2 separate regions of the Mus musculus genome follow, and region 2 is linked to region 1. A link is a contact called in public HiChIP or PLAC-seq data. All regions are on one chromosome and are shown on one strand. The core of a region is the stretch at or near the end of the contact, and the rest is flanking DNA. Distances in the headings are between cores, read along the strand shown. Region 1 holds the start of Fkbp5 (FK506 binding protein 5). Region 2 holds the start of E230001N04Rik (a long non-coding RNA gene).

Region 1 (5,046 bases), core at 1,844-4,343:
GGTTCTCCTCTTAAGCTGGGGATCTGTGGTGGGAAGAAGGAGGGTTTGGCTGGGCTGGGTTTGAATATAACCTCTGCCCACCTCCTAGCAAGGCCTCCTGGAGAAGTTTCCAGTGTGCTGCTCTCTGTGTCTGTCTTTCTCTTATTTCTTTGTGTGTATAGAGTGTGTGTATGAAGTGTGTGTGTGTTTGGGGGGTGATGGGTGTTCCATATGGTGAGTTTATGGAGGTCAAAGGCCAATTTTCGAGAGTTCTTTCTCTTCTTTCCTTCTATGAAATGCAGGGATCAAATTCAGGTCGCCAGGCTTGGCCGCAGACCCCATACCTACTGAGCCATCTCACTGGCCCCCAATCTGCAGCTCCCTCAATGAATAAGCAAGGGCCAAAAAAAAAAAAAAAAAAAAAAAAAAATCAATGTCACATTACAGCTGTGAGCATCGAGTTACCCATGCTGTGGGAACAAACTCTTCAGACACCAAGTACTTTAAGATGGAGATGTGGTTTGAATTCTATCACAGGCAAACCTGGGCACAAAAAGACTCTAAGCAGTGGCTGTGTAATTTGCAACAGTTGGTGCAAAAAAGAACACACAGAGCCCCTTGTTGAAAGCTTACTATGTCAAGATGACCACTGCAGCACTTTAAACAGAGCATGGGGCCTTTCTCAGTGTGTGTCACTGAGGAAGGTGACACACCCACAAAGCCAGCTGTGGTGACAGGACCTACAAAGAACTGTCCTTGTGGTAGGTCAGAGCCCCTCTCCCCACAGCCAGGTGTCTTTGTGTTCTAAAGGCATCAACGCTTAGGGGAAATGATCGAGGAAGGTGGATTTGGTGGTCAGAGTGGTTTTTCTGGAGGAGTGGGTGGAGCTAGCTAGGTTGTAGTCAAAACTGAAGAACTGACTGTTCCCCACAGACACAGGCCTAGAAGGGGGGTGGGGGGGGGGAAGCCTGCAGCTGTATCTACAGCCCTCGTTGATATTCACTGTGGTGTGTTACAACACAGCCTGGCTGTCTCCTGGGATTTTTCTCTCCCCCCAATCCCCCAATCCCCGGCCCCCCCGGGAGAGTCTCGTCTTAGAATTCATGACAAGTCCACACCACCCTGCCGATTGGCCCACACTGCCACTAGCTGTTCGATCAGTTCTTTATGCCATTCCAGGTCTGTGTGCCTCATGAGCTCAAGTGCTACTATCCCTTGCCACATGGCGCGCGGAGTCCATGATTGTCCCTTATCCACAGCTCTTGGTCTGGCCAAAGCCTTTTTCCATCTTCAAAGAGTGGGTTCGATGTGACCTCTTCGTGAAGCCTCCGGAAGGGGAATGCTGGTTCTCTTCCCTGGTAAGAGCCCTTCCTCCTTCTCTGTGGACACGTGCCACAATCCCCGGAACATTTCTGAGGTGTGGCTGTCCTTGTCTGATAGCTTGGAGGCTTTGGGAACTGGAACAGTGCCTTCTCACCTCCATGTTCTCTCCCCCACACATACCTCGTGCTTTCAGTAAGCAAAGTAGATGCTTAACCAACTGGCATTAGCGAACAGAACAGTTGCCACCCACAGCGTGTTGTTGAATTCATGCGGCCACTCCCTGGAGGCTGGTTAAGGGAGGTTTCCAATCACTGAGGAAAGACAAGCGACTGAGAAGGACCCCTATCCAAGAGGAGTGGGTGGGTGGGGTATCTTTTATATCAGTTTTATCTTTTCTGTAGAGGTCTTTGAGGATAGGGAAGGAATGACCATACCACCATGTGGGTGATAGACATTGATATATATCATATGTGTTATATGGACATTGATATATATCACCATACAAGGTGACATGTATCTTCATAAGTTCTAAAGTGAGACAAGACAAAAGAAACCAAAACTAGGGGCTGGAGAGAAGGCTCAGCGGGTAAGAGCACTGACTGCTTTTCCAGAGGTCCTGAGTTCAAATCCCAGCAAACACATGGTGGCTCACAACCATCTGTAATGAGATCTGATGCCCTCTTCTGGTGTGTCTGAAGATAGCTACAGTGTACTTAGATATAATAATAAATAAATAAATCTTAAAAAACAAAACAAAAAACCAAAACTAAAATAAAAGCAGACATGGAACCAGGAAACATGGAATTTTCCTGTGGCTACAAAATATTCCATAGGTAATTGGGACTTTTATAGTTTCTCCTCCCCTCAAAAAACAAACAAACAAACAAACAAACCAACCAACCAACCGGGGGTCTGGAGAGATTCCCTAGCTGTTATGAGCAGTTGCTCTCACTGGTTGTTCTCCCAGAGGCTGGGAGAGCACAGGATGCTTCCAACTCCAGTGACAGGGGATTCGATGCCCTCTTCTGACCTCTGTTGGGTACTGCACTCACATAGTAAACACACACACACACACACACACACACACACACACACACACACACACACCCAGCAGGCGAAACACTCATCATAAACGTTCTTCTAAGAATCTTCTTAAAAACCGAACAGTTAGAGTTCAAGTCCCCAGGTGCAGCTCCTGAGCGTCTATAGGAGTCACCCAGACGTGGCGAGGGGGTGCCATCTCGAAGCTGACCTAGCTCAACAGCCATCCTTTGGGTTCCTTTTTGACCTCATCACCTGGGCTGCTTGCTGTGTTGGAGAGGCAGAAACCTCAAGGGAAAGCGACATCTTCACGCCCACTGGGTGTCCAGAGAGAGAGGTGCTAGGTGCTACATCGCATTTTCCCAGTCTCTAAGGAGCATCTTCAAGTTCAGGAGGTTATTTTCCGGGGTCAGCATGGCCCGACCTCTGCAGCTCGTGAAGGGCAGGCTGGGTGGACAGACAGGCAAGGCAGACGCTTGTCTGGTCAGTATTTAGTCTGGAGGCAGTGGACGACGAGGCGAGGTGTCAGTCAGCTTCCTCCATCCCTCTTCTCCGGCCCCCACAAAGGGCAAGGGCCAGACACGTGGGCAGCGGTGAAGAGGCGGAGATGCAAACGAACGGGGCGGAGCCTCATTTGCATAGGCAGTGCACGGCCACCAATCGGGACGGGCGGAGCGACAGCCCGCGCGCCTTTTGGGGGCGGATTGGCAGCCCCGTGGCCCTATGGGAGGTGGGTCCTGCGGCCGGCGGGGGCGGGACGACGGCGGGCGCTGCCCGGCGCACTAGCCGGCTTGCGGGCGCTGCCAGTCTCCGGCGGCGGTGTCCGGCGCGCGGCTGAGCGACCGAGCGTGCGGACGGAGCGGCGGCCTGCTGGGCGGGCTGAGCGGCGCGCGCGGCGGCGGAGAGACGCGGAGCGAGGGACGCGGCGGCGGCGGACGCGGCGACAGGTACGGGCGCCATGGCCGCGGGAATGGGGCGCGCGCACGCGGCGGACCCCGGAGCCAGCCCCGTGCTCGCGGTCCCGCTTCTGCCGCCCCTCGCGCGGCTTCCCCGGGATGGCGTGGACGGGACGCGCGGGAGGCCTGGGCCCCGCGTGGGAGGTGGAGCGGCCGGCGCTCTTCTCCAGCGTCTCCCTCAGCGCGGCGGCGGCGGCTCGCTCGCCCGCGCGCGGCTTTTGTTTCCCGCGCAGCCCACAGGTCCGGGGAGCCCCGTGTCGCTCCGCCACGCCGCCCTCCGGACGCGGAGGAAACTTGGCCTTCCGGAGCCCTGCAAGCCCCGCGGATAACGGAGTGCTCCGCCGCGTCCGCGGGGCCGCGCGATGGGCGTGCCGGCCGGGCACCGCCCTCACCTGCCGCTCCCGAGCCGGCTCGCACCGGGCAGGCAGGTGACCGGAGGGTCTCGGAGGTACTGAGGAGGAAGGGCTAATTAAAAGTTGTCTCGGAGGTGGCTGAGCGGGTACAGCCGCTTGCAGCCAAGCGTGACGACCTGGGTTCGATCCCGGGAACCGACATGGTAGTAGGGGAACCGACTCCAACCGCGAGTTGTCCTCTGACCTCCCTGTGTACACAGCACAAACACCACTGGCTCCGATACACATTCTCATCTCTCACCCCCGCTCTCAATAATACTAAGGAAATAAAAGTTATTTTAGGAATCTTCATTCCCTTCGCCCCAGCGGCATCACCACTCCTGTTCCGGCCATAGTCCTTGACTCCAAACCCAGCATTTTGTGTGTGTGTGTGGGATGAATCTAAGGGAGCACGTTGCATTATGACCATCTTCCTCCTCCTCATCTTCGTCTGTGGATGAGCCAGGTGGAGCGCTTGCGCCTCATTTTTTAAATAATTGGTGTCTGCAGCCATGGCGAAAGCGTTGGAAGGTACAGATCGTAAGCAGAGCGTGCAGAACTTGGGACAGCCCTCGGCGGGGCTCGGGACAGGGTGTACAGCGCTTGGCCGCCATTCAGTAAATTCTGCATGCGGCAGTTGGGAGCTGGTGGTTTGGGGATTTTTTTTTTTTTTTTTTTCCCTTCTTCTTCTTTCAGGAGTGTGTTTTCCAGCGGACCAGGGCGTTGAATAGGCACTTTCTTTGCTTCCTTTAGGGGAAGGAGAGAGTGTTTATTTCTATTGTCATCCCATTTTCTTAGGGCTGTGGACAAGGGAAAAGTTAAGGTGTGTTTGGGTTAAGCATTTTGTCTTTTCCTCCCCACTTCTTGCTGTTAGCTTTATATGTTGTTAAAAATTATAGCTTTTCCTCTTGGTGTCTGAATCAATTCAAGAAATGACTTGGAAAAAAATCTTACTTAACCGTTTTCTGTTACTCTCCCAGCTGATCCTCATTTGCCTGACTTTTTGGGGGGGGTATTTTTTTTTTGTTTGATAGTTGAAACATCAAAGTTTTATTCCTTTGTTATTGGGAGTTTACTATTCAATTAAAGCACGTATAAATTTCTGTAACCTAATACTCTCCACACAGCTTTCGCTTTGGAGTGCTACAGAAATGGTGTATTTTAACTATATTTATTTATTTATTTATTTATTTATTTATTTTTCGAGACAGGGTTTTTCTGTGTAGCCCTGGCTGTTCTGGAACTAGACCAGGCTGGCCTCGAACTCAGAAATCCGCCTGCCTCTGCCTCCCAAGTGCTGGGATTAAAGGCGGGCCCCACCACGCCCGGTTTACCTATTTTTAAATGCAAAGGTT
Region 2 (5,043 bases), core at 84-2,583, 37 kb before region 1:
CTGCTGGTGAGGCTCTTTTCTGATTGGATCAAGTAAAGAGCATTGCCTAGATAGCTAGCTCCCTCCACCCCCATATTTTTTTTTAACTTTTTTTTTCCCCAGTCTATGTAGTAGTCCAAGAGCTCGGCCTCAACTAGAGATCTTCTTGCGTCTGCCTCTTGAGTGCTGGGTTCAAAGCCACCATACCTGGCTTCCCCAAGCATGGGTGTCCAAGGCACATGTATGGAGGTCAGAGGGCAATTTATGTAAATCGGTGGCTCTCGCCTTTCACCTTGTGCGACCTGGGGATCGAACTGTGTCGGCAAGCGCCTATCATGACTTCCGAGAGGCCTCTCTCCCGAGCCTTATCAGCTAAGGGATTTGAGTCTTCGCTATTCCCAGTGAAAAGCCCCCTGCGGCCCGACCGATTCCGGTTCTAATCCCAGGAGTGTGAGGGCTTCGAATTCCACAACCAGCTTTTCTGTGTTAGTCCTGAAAGTACTGGCAGCAGGACTGGCTCAGAGAAGGTGCCGATCCTAGCGCTGCGCAGGGGACAGCTCGCCATCAGTGTGCAGCGGAAAAAGCTTGGGGGGTGAGGGGGGCGCCCGTTCCTCACAGCGGATCCCATACTCCCCGCGCTTACCCCTGCCGGGGAACTCGAGCTGAGGGGCCCCTCTGGCAAGCTCATGACCCGCGAAGGCGTGGGGACCAGAAGAAGCAGTACGAAGCGCGGGAGCGGGCAGCGCCCGGGAGGAGGAGCGCGGGGCGGAGCGCATCGCCCAGCTTCCCCCGCGCCCCCGCCTCTCGCATCCGGCGGCGGCACAGGATGTTCTTTCGCTCGGGTCCCCCGCCCCCGCTCTCACTTTCTTCCCCGCTCCCCTCCTCCACACGCGCCGTGAGCCGCGCCCCGAGCCAGCACCTTGCTTAACCCCTTCCCGCCCGCGCCTAGGGCGCGCAGCGAGTCTGGGGTGCCCGGGTAGGCGCAGGACTGCGCCCACCAGGACAACGTCGAGGGTGGAGAGTATGGTGGTCTTCCGAGGACCCAAGCCTGCAGTCTCCAGAAGCCCCCTAAATCGCCAGGGGCGGTTCCCGGGGACCCAGGCCCGCACTCTCGCGATCTTACGCTAAATTGCCAAGGGCAAGCGCAAGGTGGGCTCTCTCGTGGGCGCAGACCGGTGTGCTTAGCTATCTCCGGCCTAAGGAACGGGGGAGTACCCAGCAACCTTAACCTCATCTTCCCCTCCAGGTTGTGCTAAGGCGCGGCTCACAACGTTTGAGAGGATGGAGAGAGGCCACACCCCCTCGATTAACGTCACTGTTTCCAAGGCAATCGGAGGCGGGGCTGTAGACAAGCGGACTTTGGGGACTATGGCTTAATAGGGCTCCAGGACAGGGTGCGGCTGGGCTGGGGGCTCGGCGGGGTGGGACGTTTCTGTCTTTGCTTTTTTATTGACTCGCTTGATTTTTGATTCAACAGATATTTATGCTTGGCGCCATTCTTAGGGACTGTTTTTCTCTCACCAAGTCTGCGGTTCACAGGTTGTCACTAAGCCGGGTGGAGTGGCCATGCACCCAGGATATGATCCTGGGATAGATGTAATGCCTTTTTATTAAATTTACTGTAGGGGGCTGGGGCTCATGTGCTATAACGTGCATCTGGAGATATGAGGGCAGGCAATTTGTGGGAGTTGGTTCTCGTCTTCTACCTTGTGAGACCCCAACTCATGTCAGGCTTGGCGGCACCTTTATCCACTGCGCTATGTAATTATTCAGTGTCTCCTTTCTCTTGTCAAGTACCCCAGAGCGAGCACTAATCAGTGAAGACTTGGTTCTCTAATTCATGGAAGGTCTCAGCTATTCAGGGAAGGAGGACAAAGTGTTCCATGCTCACCACGTACCAACTCCTTCCCAGCATTTTAGGTCTTGTGATCTTTGCCCTGTTGTATTTCTGGTGCCTTTTACAGCCTAGGAACTGAGTCTGAGCTCTCAGAGGACCCTAAGCCCGATAGCTAAGTGTTGGAACCAGGACCCTAAGCCAGATAGCTAAGTGTTGGAACCAGGTTGGGACCCAAGCCTGTGGGTATGAAGCCTGGCTTCATTTTTAGACTATAATTAAATGGTATCAAAGAACAATCCTGCCCCTAACCCAGTCATGAAGGAGTTTACAGCCTACAGGGAAACGGGGGTGGGGGGTGGGGGTGGGGTGAGGATACCACAGAACATAATTAAGCAATAAAACCTAGAACAGGTTGGAGGCTGTTTAAAAGGATCAAAATAGAGTTGAGATTGTCAGAGCCTCTCCCGTGGAAGGTGCATTCCCAGGTAGGTCAGGAGGTGGGAGGTGACTGTAGGATCACAGTACCTGTGTGTGTGTGTGTGTGTGTGTGTGAGAGAGAGAGAGAGACAGAGACAGAGACAGAGACAGAGACTGTTCCTGCAAAGAACACCTAACTAGTGGCTCAGCCATACAAAGGCTTTTTTTTTTTTTTTTTTTTTTTTTTGACAAGATCTCTAGCCCAGGCTGATCTCAAATTTTCTATTTAGCCAAGAATAGCCTTAAACATCTGATCTTCCTGCCTCTATCTCCGGAATGCTGGGATAACAGGTGTGTACCTCACATCCCCACCCCACCTCATGGATGGAGGGAGCTGGGGTCTCCTTCATGTTTCTCCATGTTTGGCAAGCATTGTACCAATTTATTCATGTCCACAGCCCCTCCCCTGCGCCTTCTGCCCCTGTCTGTGGCGCTGTACCACAGGAGCAGGTATGTCAGCAGCTGCTATCTTTTCACTCTGTGCCCCCAAGTGTTTGAAGCTTAGCACAAACTCCCTGAGGGTAACTTTAATGTCAGCGGCTCCTTCCTCCAATCTCTGAGGAGTCTGAGGTGAGTGAGAAATAGGGACAAAGGGCCAGCAAGACAGCTCCAGTAGGTAAAGGTGCTTGCTGCTAAGTCTGATGTCTTGAGGACCCACATGGCAAAAAGAATCTATTTCTGTAAGTTGTCTTGTGACTCCCACCTTCAGCCATGTTACACCTGCATCCACACTCACTAAATAGGTACAGTACACGGTATATGTTTAAAGAAGACGACCTGGGAGAGCATTAGGGAGGTGCTACGCTGGGTGGGACTGGACATACCAACTGAGGAGAGGGAGAGTAAGAGGAAGGTGAGGGGAATTGTTGAATCAAATGGGTGGCTGGGTCACTTGAGAACATCTGATGTCCTCTCCCAGTGCGGCAGGGCTGTGCTCAGTCCTGTAGGCTGGAATTGACAAGGACAAACCCCCAGCCTTTGCTCTGGGAACACACAGGGTAGCACCCAGTGTACCCAGTGTGTTTGGCTGAAGGTGATAACATACACAGTAAATGGTGTTTGGAAGGAGCCAGGAAAAGCCTGGGTTAGGAAGCAGGACCATTTGGGCCAAAGGTGGCATTTATGGTGCTGGAGAGAAGGGGCTGGGAAAAGTAATGAAAAGAAAAAAAAAAAAAAAAAGAGCTGGGCAGTGGTGCTGCATGCCTTTAATCAATCCCAGCACTTAGGAGGCAGAGGCAGGCGGATTTCTGAGTTCGAGGCCAGCCTGGTCCACAGAGTGAGTTCCAGGACAGCCAGGGCCATACACAGAAACCCTGTCTCAAAACAAACAAACAAACAAATAAATAGAACAAATGAAGCAAAAGTGGAGAGGAGAACCTGATGTTTGGTGACAGATCCAACACTGACATCAGAGAGAACCCTCTTCAATGCCAGGATTAAAGGCGAGCATGTTCTCTGCATATACAGCACACCACCTGGCTCTCTTTTGGCACAATTGTTACAAGTTTGACTTGGATAGCACATAGGTGGGTGTCTTTAAAAAGGCCAACTAGATGGACTTCATTTGCTTCCGACCAGCTCCAGATACCAACCAGGCCTGTAATGATGATGTTCTTCACCTCTCCAGTAGAGGGCACAATCTTGGGAGTAGCTTTTGTAGCCAGCTGTTTCTTGGGGGCTTTACCACCACAGAGGGCACCTCTTTGCTTATCCCCCCTTCTTTCTTGGCAAGCAAGGGAGAGGCAGTGCTGGTGTTAGAGAGGAGAGGAGGCTGGGAACACCCAGTAATTTAATTTTTAAAAATTATAAGTAGCCGGGCAGTGGTGGCGCATGCCTTTAATCCCAACACTTGGGAGGCAGAGGCAGGTGGATTTCTGAGTTCGAGGCCAGCCTGGTCTACAGAGTGAGTTCTAGGACAACCAGGGCTATACAGAGAAACCCTGTCTCGTCTCAAAAAAAAAAAAAAAAACCAAACAAACAAAAATAAAAACAATAAAAAAAAATTAAAAGTAAAGATTTTGTTCAGTGGTAAACTGCCTGCCTAGTAAGGTAAGACCTTAGATTTAATCCACAGCCCCCTAAAAATTAGCCTACCACTGTAGGGAGTTTGGGGGATTGGGCCTCAGTGGGCAATGGGGATGTGCCTGGGCTAGGAACATGGTCAGTTAAAGTCGGTCACTTGTAGGTCATGGGAAGGCAAATGTTTGGTAGAGAACCAAAGATGGGGAAGACATTGTCAGCTCCTCTGCCTTCTGAGCGTGTCCAGGTCAGAGTTTCACTGACACCAGCAAACATGGGCACCAGGGACAGACCTGTGGGTTGTCGGTTGGAATAGCTGCTGGTTGGGGTGTAACGGGGCTAAATCTCTCCCAGATGATTTCGCAAGGGTCAGCTGGAATGTGTATTGTGCTGAAAGGTGGTCCCTAGCCTGGACCCATGTTGGCCCTCATCTTCAGCTACAGAGCTTGGAGATGGTGCAATCAGATGGTCTGGGAACAGTAGGCCCAGGTGAGATACTTCAGCAGCCTAGGGTCCCTCCCCTAAACTTCAGCCTGGAAGGCCCTGGAACCCAGGCCTGTGCTGTCTGCCAAAACCTTTCCCGGAATCCAGCAGAGAACAGAGCCCCTTCCTGCCAGCCTGGCACTCTCCAGGCACAGGGTGTCCCTAGGGGTACCTTGAAGACACCCCAGGAGACTAGAGTACTGAGCAGCCCCTCCTCCCTAGGAACCACCCTCCTCTGGCCTTTTGCC

Evidence for each region. HiChIP or PLAC-seq counts read pairs in DNA pulled down with a chosen protein or histone mark.
Region 2: an H3K4me3 HiChIP or PLAC-seq map of the SCID.adh cell line shows a contact between it and region 1, with 165 read pairs. The contact joins the promoter of E230001N04Rik here to the promoter of Fkbp5 in region 1. A contact is called at or near these places in 26 of 39 promoter capture datasets (the 3T3-L1 cell line, 3T3-L1-derived adipocytes, the C10 cell line and 14 more), 10 of 15 datasets of contacts at CTCF or cohesin (CD8 T cells, the NIH/3T3 cell line, embryonic stem cells and 5 more), 248 of 484 Hi-C or Micro-C datasets (3T3-L1-derived adipocytes, the 63-12 cell line, 8-cell embryo and 116 more), 58 of 115 datasets of contacts at active chromatin or transcription factors (the 230-238 cell line, CD4 single positive thymocytes, CD8 T cells and 35 more) and 5 of 9 other capture datasets (adipose tissue, embryonic stem cells, liver and 2 more).

What each region holds. Positions count from the first base shown.
Region 1 is chr17:28,484,196-28,489,241 of GRCm38.p6, reverse strand. It overlaps Fkbp5 (FK506 binding protein 5), which reads left to right and starts at 3,093. Exons shown (of 11, transcript NM_010220.4): 1 at 3,093-3,290.
Region 2 is chr17:28,518,946-28,523,988 of GRCm38.p6, reverse strand. It overlaps E230001N04Rik (a long non-coding RNA gene), which reads right to left and starts at 1,333. Exons shown (of 2, transcript XR_385504.4): 1 at 623-1,333.